2 separate regions of the Mus musculus genome follow, and region 2 is linked to region 1. The links are chromatin contacts, called in public HiChIP or PLAC-seq maps. All regions are on one chromosome and are shown on one strand. The core of a region is the stretch at or near the end of the contact, and the rest is flanking DNA. Distances in the headings are between cores, read along the strand shown.

What was found. HiChIP or PLAC-seq counts read pairs in DNA pulled down with a chosen protein or histone mark.
Region 2: an H3K27ac HiChIP or PLAC-seq map of double positive thymocytes shows a contact between it and region 1, with 5 times the contacts expected there. The contact joins two enhancer-like sites. A contact is called at or near these places in 6 of 39 promoter capture datasets (3T3-L1-derived adipocytes, the C10 cell line, embryonic stem cells and 2 more), 4 of 484 Hi-C or Micro-C datasets (bone marrow-derived macrophages, double positive thymocytes, embryonic stem cells and 1 more), 8 of 115 datasets of contacts at active chromatin or transcription factors (astrocytes, bone marrow-derived macrophages, double positive thymocytes and 5 more) and 3 of 9 other capture datasets (adipose tissue, liver and pancreatic islet).

What each region holds. Positions count from the first base shown.
Region 1 is chr8:34,160,793-34,167,290 of GRCm38.p6, reverse strand. It overlaps Saraf (store-operated calcium entry-associated regulatory factor), which reads right to left. Exons shown (of 6, transcript NM_026432.4): 2 at 5,918-6,096; 3 at 1,751-2,150. It overlaps Mir6395 (microRNA 6395), which reads left to right and starts at 579; the gene lies at 579-669. Within about 2 kb of position 3,455, at least 67 of the 459 cell types and tissues checked have an H3K27ac peak or open chromatin away from gene starts, as enhancers often do. A contact at or near this core is called in double positive thymocytes, where this site is marked.
Region 2 is chr8:34,610,238-34,616,735 of GRCm38.p6, reverse strand. The region is part of intron 2 of B930018H19Rik (RIKEN cDNA B930018H19 gene); the gene reads left to right. All of the region lies in intron 2 of Gm34096 (a long non-coding RNA gene), which reads right to left. Among named protein-coding and RNA genes, the nearest start is that of Gm34096, 6.8 kb to the right of the region's middle. Within about 2 kb of position 3,490, at least 44 of the 459 cell types and tissues checked have an H3K27ac peak or open chromatin away from gene starts, as enhancers often do. A contact at or near this core is called in double positive thymocytes, where this site is marked.

The sequences.
Region 1 (6,498 bases), core at 2,206-4,705:
CCTGGAGGACACAGTGAACACCTAGGAAACTGTGCTAACTTTATAAATATCTACAAAACAGCAAGCTTGTCTTATGTCCTCCATGTAGCCACCCTCACATCAATGTCATGTTAGCCCCTCAGACAGCTGTGACAATGCCTAATAGATAAGCCCTGTATGTTATGAGATAAATAGTACTCAGCCTTCCTATGCTTTAATCCTGTCCATTCAGTGGCCATGCATGCGCGGTACCCACAGAAGTCAGAAGAGGGCTGGATACTCCTGAGACTAGGTTGTTTTCATTGTGAGCTGCCACGTGAGTGTCAGAAATTGAACCTAGGTCCTCTGTGAGAGCAGGAAGTGCTCTTAACCACCGAGCCAACTCTCCAAGGCCCTGGGTATCCTCTTACTATAAAATGGCTCTTTGAACCCTCTGCCCAATTTTATTTACTTGAGGGTATACACAGCAGCACAGCATGTGAGTACAGAGGTCAGATAACAACTTGTGAATGTCAGTTCTCTCCTTCTACCGCCTGGTCTTGAAGATCAAATTCAGGTCACCAGGCTTGCAGGCAAGCTCCTCAGTCACTGAGCCATTTAGCTGGCCCTCTCTGCCCTGTTTAAAGAGTTTGTCTTTTCTCAGATAGATAGATGTCTTTATATAGTCCAGACATGAGTCTTCTGTCAGCAGTGTGTTTTGTAAATCTTGTCTTTTTGTTTGTGAGCCTTGCTCCATCTCTCCAGTCCATACTTTACAATGTCTTTACCCAAACCTGTGGCCTGGCCTCTTCATTTCTTAGGACTCTTTTCTGATAAACAGATATTCTCAAACTAAGTAAAGTCTAGTTTACCTGTCTTTCCTTTAACAGCTAGTACTTTTTTGCTACTGAAGAAATCTTTATCTAACTAGGTATAGTGGCACACGCCTTTAATTCCAGGACTTGGGAGGCAGAAGTAGACAGACTTTTGTGAGATTGCCAGCCTGGTCTACAGATACAGCCTAGTCAAGTTCCAAGACAGCTAGGGCTACAGAGTGAGACCCTGTCTCAAACACACACACACAAGAAAACTTTACCTATATTCCTCTATTTTATTCAAGTTCTTTTCCTTTTTATAGGAAGTTATATAACATTTAATGAATTTATTTTGTGTATAGTATGAAGTAGAAGTCAAAATAATGCCTGTTAACAAATCTTTGCAGCTAAAATGATGACCTACAATTTACCAGGCATCCTTAGTAACAGTGACCATAACACACTCTTAGAACCAGTGACCTGTGTTCGGCAGAGTGCAACCCTGACAATTTTGAGTTCAATCCCCACCTAAAACCCAAATAAAGATGGAAGGACTTGGTTATCCCCTGACGATCTCCACATCAGCACCACACACATCCACACACCCCACACACATATAATGCACATACATAATCTTTATTCTTAAATGTTTCTTTAGAAAAGGAATGGCTGGAGAGTCAGCTCAGTGACTGAGAGCACCCTGCTCTCAAAGAGGACCCATGTGTGGCTTCTAGGACCCACATGAGACGGCTAAAGGAAACCACCTGGAACTCCAGTCCCAGGGGCCTGATATTGACTTCTGCCCTCCATGGGCACCCACACACAGATGGAGACACATTTTTTTTTAATCTTTTTTGGAAAAAAGAACAGATTTTTTAAAAATTCAGTAGGTCAGCAATGTTAACCTCCTCTTCAAACCAGGCACGTGACTGGCCAGCTCCCACACACCCATGGACCCGCTGAGCAGGGAAACATACCTGTGAACTCCGACTTAAAGCCCGGAGGAGGCGCCCCTGCGGCACTGGCAAACCTCTGAGAGTGCTCTGAGTATGGCGGGTGCTCAGAATACGGCGGAGGCGACCCCTGGCCATCGCTGAGGAACAGCTTGTAAACCGCAAAGGCGAGAACAAACAGTACTGCAATGGTAATAAAGCCACAGGAATCTGAGGAGTACAGCTTGTGATAATAATCAGAGAAGCCCTGGTGCTTTCCAGACTCCTTCAGTTTCTTCAGGCCCAGCTCTGTGTAATCTAAGTTGTACTCCAAGCCGCAGGAACCCCTGAGGACATACTGGTCTTCAGAGGACTCGTAGCCTTCACAGCTCACCACAGTTTTGCCAAATTTGTATGCAATATCCAAGTCGGTCTTACATTCCCACTGTGAAAGAGAGAGCGTCAACGTCAGAGACTAGGTCTACTGGGTGCTTCTTAGACTGCTGGCGGGCGGGTACACGAGCACTCACTCTGTCGCTTTTCCTTATTCCCCAGATGGCACATTGCACATCCTTCTGTACGTGTTGTAGGGGTCGGGGGAGGTAATTGTTTTTGTTTTGTTTTGTTTTTAGAGTCAAGGTTTCTCTGTGTAGCCCTGGCTGTCCTGGACTTACTTTGTAGACAAGGCTGGCCTTGAACTCACAGAGATTAAAGGTCTGCACCAACACAGCCAGCAGATGTAGTAATCTGAATAGATTTGGCCCCTATAGACTCATGAATTTGAATGCCTGGCCCATAGTGAGTGGCACTAGTAGGAGGTTTGGCCTTGTTAGAGGAAGTGTGTCACTGTGGGGGTGGACTTTGAGGTCTCCTATGCTCAAGCTATGCCCAGTGTGGCACACAGACTCTGCTGCCTACAGATAAAGATGTAGAGCTCTCAGCTCCTCCCACACCAAGTCTGCCTATATCCTGCCGTGCATCCCACCATAATACTGACTAAACCACTGAAACTGTAAGCCAGCCCCAAATTAGATGTTTTCCTTTATAAGAGTTGCCATGGTTATGGTGTCTCTTTACAGCAACTAAGACAACACATGTCAGTTATTCCACAATTTATAAAACAAAGGCAAATCTTCAAACTATCACCTGATTGCCACTGTTGTCATAGGTACATCCTGTACAGCTAGATGGTTTAGATGTTAATCATTAAAGAATCAGTATCAGGGAAGAACCCCCTAACTGGTTATCTAATACCACCTGGTCAGTTCTAAGAATACACATGCTTGCAAAAGTGAAGGGACTCAGCACATTGTATTTAAATATTAATTATGTATATTGTATATTATTGTATATATACAGTAATAACAACTAAAGGGGAAAAGGCCGTGAATTCAAGGGGAGTGTGTGAGAGGACTTAGAAAAAGGAACGGGAAATGATGTGAACACAGTGAAATGGTTGTTAAACAAGCGTCAGATAAATAAGAGCTAATGATTTCTGCAAAGCAAAACTTCCCATGCACGTTTTCTAAAAGCATGGACTGACTTTACAGGGGCTAATCCCACATAATCTTCTTTAACTTTTTTAAAACAATATTTATAAAACTCCAAAAAGAGTCCATGATGCTTACATTTTACAGGGGGTGGGGGGGTGGGGGGAGAAGAGACCTAGAGAAAACAGGGTTTCAGCCAGAGATGACTGCCCAAAGGCTCAAGTCCAAGGCCAGCTGAGGCTGCACACCATGTTTCAGGCCAGCCAGGGAACACAGAAATATCTCTCATCAAAACAACAAAACTCAGACTGGAGTGTAAGGCAGGCAGGGGCTGAGCATGTACAACATCCATGTACAACAGCACCATCAAAAACTAAGTAGACAGATAAGATGTTTTCCTCCCAAGGTTTAGAGGTACAAGCCAGGCCAGTGTAACCGGTTCTGTTGGTTGTGTTTTGTTCAAATTCTCTTTCAAGTTCAGGTGCACTGTTTTACTGTTTATAATAAATAGCTAGGCTGAGGTGTAATTCGACAATCCCCAAAGAAACCTCAGCCCGTGCACAGCTGCCACTTCCCCTTCCTGGCCCCCACCCTGTCTGCTTTACCTCCCCCTACTTAGCCATTTCCTGTGAGGAGACTCCAAGGAGTCTGTAACTGCTGTCTTCCTTCAGCAGAGCATTTTCAAAGCCCACCCGTGTTACAGTATCAAGCAGCACCTTGTCCTTCCTAATGACTTAAACAACACTCTACCTTAGGAATGGACTACACTGTATGACTCATTCCCAAAGGACATTCCAGCTGTCTCTAGGTTTTAGCTATTTGAATATTCCTGCAAATATCTTTATAGATTTGGGGAAGAAATGTGTCTTTAGTTCTCTTGAATACATAGGAGTATATGTATGTATAGGAGAGGCATAATTAGGGCATCTTTCTTTTTGTTTTCTCTCTCTCTCTTCCTCCCTCCCTCCCTCTCTCTCCCTCTCCTCTCTCTCCCCCCTCTCTCCCCTCTCTCTCCCCTCTCTTTTCTTTTCTCTCTCTCTCCCTCTCTCTCCCTCTCCTCTCTCTCCCCTCTCTCTCTCCCTCTCTCTCCCCTTTCTCCCCTCTCTCTCCCTCTCTCCCCTCTTTTCTCTCTCTCTCCCTCTCTCTCCCTCTCCTCTCTCTCCCCTCTCTCTCTCCCTCTCTCTCCTCTCTCTCCCCCTCTCTCTCCCTCTCTTCTCTTCCCTCTCCTCTCCCCTCCCCTCCCCTCCCCTCCCCTCCCCTCCCCTCTCTCTCTCTCTCTCTCTCTCTCTCTCTCTCTCTCGCTCATTTTGGAGGCTTTTAAGACAGGATCTCACTATGAACCTCTGGCTGTCCTGGAACTCACTCTGTAGACCAGGCTGGCCTCCAACTCAGAAATCCACCTGCCTCAGCCTCCTGAGCACTGGGATTAAAGGCGTGGGCCACCAAACCCAGCTTTGGGGCATCTTTCTTGATGATTTCTTTCAAGCCCAAATGTTTTTTATTTACATAATATGCTATTTTTCTTTTTGTTGCTGTATGCCTCTAATCCCAAGACTTGGGAAGAAGCCGCAAGGAAATCACTATGAGTTTGAGGTCAGCCTGGTCCACACAGCCAGTTCCAGGCCACCAGGCCTACAGAGTGAGACTCTGCTTAACCTCCATCTTGGAGGGAAGCTCGTTAATACACAGGCTTAAGTTCCAACTACAGGAGACACATTCCATCCTGCAGAAAAGCTCGCTAAGCTCTGAAAGTAAACACCCAGGCCTCAGCTTGTGACATGCATGCAAACAGTAAGGACCACTAAGAGATTCTCTCTTTTTTTTTTTTTTTTTTTGGTTTTTCGAGACAGGGTTTCTCTGTGTAGCTTTGGCTGTCCTGGAACTCACTCTGTAGACCAGGCTGGCCTTGAACTCAGAAATCCGCCTGCCTCTGCCTCCCAAGTGCTGGGATTAAAGGCGTGTGCCACCACACCCGGCGAGAGATACTCTCAAACCAGCTGAGCTGCCTAGAACAACACTCTGCCATCTGTCCAGCTGTAGGTTATATGGCGAGCTCCAGCTTTCCAGCTACTGTGAAACTCACTGGTTCACCAACTTGGGTGTTGGTGGTTATATATTAAAGAAACTAGTGAAAGCAAAGATATATATATAGATAGACAGACAGACAGACAGACACACACACACATATATATGCTTTGTGTAGAACCGTCAAAATGGCTATGAATACTACCATGTAGTAGTTTTATATTAAACTTTTCTTCTGTTTTAGCAATAATTATGTAGAACCTGTGATGAAGAAGCAATTGGTTGGTTGGTACTTTGGTCTGTCATCTTGCACAAGTCAGTGTTTGCTCATGTCTCCCCAGGAAGAGGCCCCACAGCATCACTGCATGGGATGCCCCACAGCATCACTCCATGGGATGCCCCACAGCATCACTGCATGGGATGCCCCACAGCATCACTGCATGGGATGCCCCACAGCATCACTGCATGGGATGCCCCACAGCATCACTGCATGGGATGCCCCACAGCATCACTGCATGGGATGCCCCACAGCATCACTGCATGGGAGGCCCCACAGCATCACTGCATGGGATGCCCCACAGCATCACTGCATGGGAGGCCCCACAGCATCACTGCATGGGAGGCCCCACAGCATCACTGCATGGGATGCCCCACAGCATCACTGCATGGGAACCGCTGCTGAGGTGGTAGCTATTACCTGTACATCGTAGCCATCCCAGCCTTTGTTCTGGCACTGTATCACCCTGGGGGTATAGGCCTCACAACCGGCGGTGCCTCCAACACACTTCAACTGTGGGATAGGGTCCAGCCTCCGGGAGGTGGTGTAGCGGTCGGAGTAGAGGGTAAGAGCTTTCACATCCCGCAAGAGTATTCTGTCTGAAAGAAGAACACACAGCAAAGTGAGTGCCTGTGAGGCAAGTGTCAACATCCCAAAGGCAGGAGAACCCGCCTCGTTACCGCAAACTAAAACAGAAAGGCATCCTAAGGAGCAGGCTCAAAGTCAAGTGTCTCTCTTGGCTTTGGAGAGAGAGGACTCAGAGCCCCCCCAACGGCTCCCAGGCCCTTCACACAAAATCCATGACCACACTGAGAACCTCATCCCTGTAAGCCAGATGCTTCTTCATCACTTTTCCTGAAACAGAAAAAAAGTCTAATGTAAAACTACTACATGGTAGTATTCATAGACATTTTGATGGTTCTACACAAAGCGTGTGTGTGTGTGTGTGTGTGTGTGTGTGTGTGTGTGTATCTTTCATTAGTTTCTTTAATATATTACAG
Region 2 (6,498 bases), core at 2,241-4,740, 450 kb before region 1:
GAAGAAAGACTCAGTAGAGGATCTTTGAGTACACATTAGAAGAGCTAAGATACTTAGGGTTGTGTGTGTGCACGCAGAAATAAGTGATGGAGGTCAGAAAGGAGTGTCTAGCTTAACTGTGTCAGTAGGGCTGGAACTGGCTTTTGGTATCTGTAGATCCAGCTCCTATAGATTCTACCAACTCTGGGTCAGGCACTATAGAGTTCATACAATGGTAGGATCTGTGCAGACAGGTACACACCTTTATTTTTTGTCATCATCCCCTACGTAATACAGTAAAATAACTATTTTTTATTGGTTATTTTATTTATTTACATTTCAAATGTTGCCCTCCTTCTCCATTTCCCCTCAGCAACCCCCCTATCCCATCCCTCCTCCCCTCTCTATGAAGATGCTCTTCCCCCATTTTCTGCCTCACCATTCTAGCATCCCCCTATGCTGGGGCATCGAGCCTCCATAGGAGCAAACGCCTCCCCTCCCACTGATGCCAGATAAGACCATCCTCTGCTACATATGTAGCTGGAGCCATGGGTCCCTCCGTGTGCTCTCTTTGGTTGGTGGTTTAGTTCCTGGGAGCTTTGAGGTGTCTGGTTGGTTGATATTGTTATTCTTCCTGTGAGGTTGCACATCCCCTTCAGCTTCTTCAGTCCTTACCCTAACTCCTCCATTGGGTTCCCTGGGCTCAGTTCGATGGTTGGCTGTGAGTATCTGCATCTGTTTTTGTCAGATGCTGGCAGAGCCTCTCAGGGGACAGCTGTATGAGGCTCCAGTCAGCAAGCACTTCTTGGCATCAGCAATACTACTGGGGTTTGGTGTCTGCAGGTGGGATGGATCCCTAGGTGGGGCAGTCTCAGAATGGCCTTTCCTTCAGTCTCTGCTCTATTCTTTTTTTTTGTCTCTGCATTTCCTTTAGATAGGAACAATTCTGGGTTAAACTTCTTGACATGGGTGGGTGGACCTATTCTTTAACTGGGGGGGGGGCATACCTATCTACTGGAGATGGTCTCTACAGGTTCTGTCTCCCCAGTATAATAACTATTTACAAAGGATTATTTTGTATTAGGTATTGTGAGTAATCTAGAGATGATTTAAAGTATATGGAGGAAGTGTGTAGGCTCTGTGAAAATGCATGCCATTATATACAAAGGACTAAAACATCTGGGATTTGGGTATCTGTGGGATGTCCTGGAATCAATCTCCCTCCCCCACTTCCACCCTCTATACCAATACCAAGGCACGATTGTATGTCTGCTGGGAACCAGCCTAGTTATAGCAATTCGAGCTGGAGGGATACAGATCTTACAAGCAGTACTAGGATGGTATATTTGGACCTACAGTAAGATGGGTTCTGGAGAGACCTACCGCTGGCCAGTGAGACGGGGGGGGGGGTGTTTAGAGCTCTTTGGGAGAACAGCAAGCCAAGGATCACTCCCAGGGGTGAAAGGCATTCACAGGTGAGGAGATGACCAGACAGCAGAGTCCCCAAGTTCCTCATGTTCGGCAGCTGATTGCCCTGTGAGCAACAGCATATCCACAGGCTGGGGAGGCCCTGTGGAGTCTGTGGCTTCCTGTTCAGTGCAGAGGGCCAGGTGAGAGCAGCACTGGGGAGCTGCAGCTCTGTTACCTGCTGCATCTTGGGCTGCAGTTGCTGGGATATTGAAAAAAAAGGGGAAAAGAGGATTTAATATTTATTAAAGCTTTCGATACTGTCATACTCTGCTCCTCCTGGTCAAGGCTGTGCCCTCACCCCCCGGCTTGCTCTATTTAGGATTGGGATGGTTTGCTACAAATGGGAATTGCAGTAAGAGGTTGACTCCAGCTTGTTTTGAGAAACACTAATAGCAATAACACATGGCCTGCAAGTGTGTAAAGAGAGTTTTCAGTCAAAATGCTAAACGCTAAAGCTAAGGAGATAGCTATGTGTGTCGATTAGTCAGCTCGGCCACATTTGCATGTGGCTTCTAAAAGGAATCCACACCTCTTTGAGTTATTAAACCCAGTCACACTGACATCAGAAATAATGATGAGGATTTCACAGATGTTTGAAAAATGCCAAGAATGTTGTTTGATTTCGTCTTTTCTCCTTACTCCTTTCCTGACTTTTTTTTTTCCTTTTCCTTTCTGAATGTTAACTGCATATAGGTGCTATAGCCACACTTCCAGAAAAGTCACAGGGCTTTGATGCTGCCTTGCTCCCTTGCTAGCCATGGAGCTTGCTATGACACGTGCCCGAGCCCTCTAGCTAGTGTCTGTCAGCACACAGTCTTGGCTCCTGGCTTAGAGAGGACTCATGGTTGAGCCATGGAGAATGGCAGTTCCTACTTGGCGGTGGCAAGGATGTGCTCCAAGGACTGCCAGCTGCTTGACATGTCCATCCAGCCGTAAAGCAAATGCCCGACACTGTCCTTAGTACAAAGCGTTTCCTCTTGCCCCACAAAGTAATCCCAGCTGAGTTCCCTTTTCTGCAGACCCTTTAAATGCGATTGGCAGGGAGAAAGCTACGGCCCTGAGACCATGTCCTTTGCCTTTAATGCTATTATCACGTACATGAGCACTGCCAGCTCCATTTCACTCCATGCCCCATGCTCCTGGCACACTGAGGACTTTAGTGTGATCTGCTGGGCTGAAGTGGCTCTTATGTGGTTGGCAGGATCCTTCCGGCTACTACAAAGGCTGCCAATGCCCCTGGCTGTGGCTTGAGATACCCTTTTGTTCCTAGGTACTTGGCCCGGAAAAACAGTTGTGTTTTCAACGGCTTATCATGTACAATGTGTTCTCATCTCTCTATAACCTGAGAAGTCATGGCGATCTCCCTTGCCTGAAGCTGTCCTTTCTAGTAGTGCCTGTATGGGGCTCACAGGGTGGGGTGGGGGGCACCATCAACAAACAGCTTCAGTGGATGGACAAGTACAGCAATTCTCTGGGCCATTTTAAAGATCCAGTGGGCCTCTGGTGAGGCTCAATGGTGAACTTTCTAGTGTGTGTGAGGCCCTGTATTCAACCCCCAACGCTTCCCTAAATAAACAATAAGCAGTCCGTGTCGCTAAATCTTATTACATAGAAGTTGCATTGAAACTGTAAGTCACAGACTAGAGACCTTTTTTGCTGGTCCATCCTAGAGATGATTGTTTGAAGGTTGGATGGAACAGAACCATGGGGCAGAGCACTGGTGGTGGGGAAAAATTTGGAGGCACTGTTAAGCTGTCAGCTCTTTAGAGTGGCTGCTGCATGCAGGTATTGAACCTTACGCGACTATGACACTTTAGACAGACTCTTTCACTCCATCTGCATGACAGGCACAGAAGGCAGAAACGTTGCTTTACCTCAATGGTGAGGATGTTGAGGACACCTGCTTGTGGTTGTATAGCTAGCAGATGGTAGAGCCAAAGTTAGAAGTTACATAAAGTCCCCACAGTTCCCGTCATCCAATGCGGGCCAGCCACTTGGGCTCAGGAAGAGATCAGGATGAGTCAGGCCCTCTGGGACTCCTGACTGTGAAGTCTTTGGGGGAATGATCTGAGTCATGAGGATCACAGGATGCCTTCCTTACCTTTGGGAACCATCAAACATTTGCAGAATAACTTTCCACCCCCTCTTTCATTTGTCTCTGACTCAAACTCGCCCAGTGATTCTCAGCCTGTCTCTAACGAGAAGCATCTCTCTGAGGAGACGAAGATTAGTCTAGAACCCAGGGCATCTGATTGCTGATCTGCACCTCTCATCTGTTTATCAGAGAAAATAGCATTGTCATTAAGCATTGTGCAGAATACTTGCTGGAAGCTCCCGAGTTAACAATGTTATATGACTGATTTACATTTGTGTGTCCAGTATACAGAACAGCAAGGGTCTTGTTGCAGAGATAATCCATAGCTTTGGACCAAGGTATGTTGGTATTTGTAATTTATCTATGAATCAATGAGCCCCACTGTCCTGGCTTCAGAGTCTTTTTTTTTTCTTTTTAAATTGAAAATAACATATTTTTTATACAATATATTCTGATCGTGGCTTCCTCTCCCCCTTATTCCTCCCAGATCCTCCCCACCTCCCCACCCACTCAACTCTTTGCCTTCCCTCTGGCTCTTCAGAGTGATTCTTAATGGCTCATCTTCCTCCTCCTTCTCCCCTCTTCCTCCCACTTCCTATTGTGTAGCTGTTAAGAATTAGAATCGTTTGAAATGCTTCTGAGGTAGGAGCCTCTTTGTCAAAGACAATCTCAGGCAGACTGCTGATATGGCAGGCGGTTTTGAGCAAATTACACAGCAGGTAGTTTATGCCATCAGCAGCTAATGTAAAAGAATCTAGTCTTTTCCTCCTGTGCCTGGATTCTCCTTCAGTTGCCCAGGGTATGCATGAAGAAGTTCACTCTGTGAAACTGCTGAATTGACCAGAAGGTTGCTGTGGTGGTTTGAATATGCTTGGCCCTCTTAGGAGGTGTGGCCTTGTTAGAGGAAGTGCATCACTGTGGGTGTGGGCTTTGAGATCCTATGCTAAAGCTTTACCCAGAATGGAAGAGACCCTCCTCCTGGCTGCCTGCAGAAGACAGTCTCCTCTTGTTCAGATCAAGATGTAGAACTCTTGCCTCCTCCAGTACCATATCTGTCTGCACACTACTGTGCTTCCTGCCATGATGATAATGGACTGAACCTCTGAAACTCTAAGCCAGCCCCAATTAAGTGTTCTCCTTTATAAGAGTTTCCTTGGTCATGGTGTCTCTTTACAGCAACGCAAACCCACCTAAGACATTTGCTTATTCTCCAACCTTATGCCAAGTGAGAAGGGATAAGAAAAGAACAGGGAAAGGAAGAATGGAGACACATGAATGAGAAGAGTGGGGGCCATACTGAGCCAGCACTCAGGGCAGGATTCTAAGATGTCCACAGTAGAAGCCACTCTAGCAAGTTTAAGCACTCAAATCTATGAAGAGTGTGTATAGCTAAGAGGGTAGTAAGGAAGGTTGGTGAGCATGCTTTAGACTAGACAGAGTTCCTAGGAAGGATTTCCAAAGCCATATAGCAGCACTGAGTGGCTGAGGGGGCTGGCCCCACCCCCATAGTGAAACAGTGACTGTGACACAATCATACTGCTTTTGGTGGATCTAGTGCTTTTAGATCAGGAAACCAATCAGAACATTATCACTGTACTGAGGGTGTAGAACCATGCCTCTATCTCCCCTGGTCCACATCACAAAAATGGGTGCCTTGCACTCTGTCTTGCTCCCACATAACTCAATTCATAACTAAATTCTGATACAAGTGCAGTTGAATGATGGATACTGAATAATTCACCTTAAATGGCACCTCACAGAAAGCTGGGCTGGTCCCTAACACAGCAGTGGTCAGAGGTGGGGTTTTGTGACTAGATTATGAGGTCACTGGCTTATGAATAGATTAATCTGTTGTATAGATTTATAGTCACCAGGCTGCTCTGTCCCCTCACACTCTCCTGAGCATGGAGTTGGGAGGTGGGAGGGTCAGCAGCTCAAACTTCTGAACCGGCAAGGCAGAATAAATCTCTCTTCCTTACGTTATGTCTCTCAGGCATTTGTGACAGTGATGCTAAGTCTGGCCCACTCCTCTTACTTCCAATTTCTTTGCTCTCAGTTATTACTTTTGCATTGGATAAAGTTCTTACCCAGTAAGTGTAGTAGTGAATCTTCATTGTCAACTGGATGTAGTATCACCTAGGCAACATGCCTGTGGGCATTTCTGTAAGTGTTTCCAGAGAGAGCTAAATGTGGGTGGTACCAACACATGGACTGGGGTGGGGGTGGGGGGTACTTGACAGACTAAAAAGGGTAAAGGACAAAGTATGGGCACCGTTTATCTCTATCTCCGTTCTGGCTATGGATATAATGTAACTACCTACTTAACTCTCTTGCCACCATGATTTCCACAAGATGACAGACTGGATCCCTTACATCCATGTGCCAAAATAAACCCTTTCTCCCTAAGTTGGCTTTGTCAGGCATTTTGTTGCAACAAGAAAAACTACTGATACTGTGGATGAGCTATATACTACATATTAAGCCTTTGATGGTCTTGTTTATACAAAGTCACACAGACATTGTCACCACGGAAGTATCTATTTTAAGAGATGCCCCACAGGATTCTCAGCATTCTGGATCTATTATTCTGCCTTCAATATGTAACAACCACCTCTTTATCAAGCTATTGTTTCATAACCACAAAGAGCCTAATGTAGCTAGTTGGCCTACTCAGCTTCTAGTTCAATGGGGCCATTATTTTGTCTACTGGGGGAATCATGACTTCTATAGCTTGGGAGCTTAAGGTCTCAGGAGCAGGAAGCAAATATTTTTCAAATAGGTCATCAGATGTAAGAGTTGGCCAGAATGTACTGCTTGGTTCTGTGGTTTGGCATTCTGGATGCAGGACAAACATCACAGTCTATCTGTTGATCATTTGATGCATCCTGCCTCCTACAGCCTTGCTTAATATTGTCTCCCAGGTAGCTTTGTCATTGGTTAGTGGTCATGTCCCT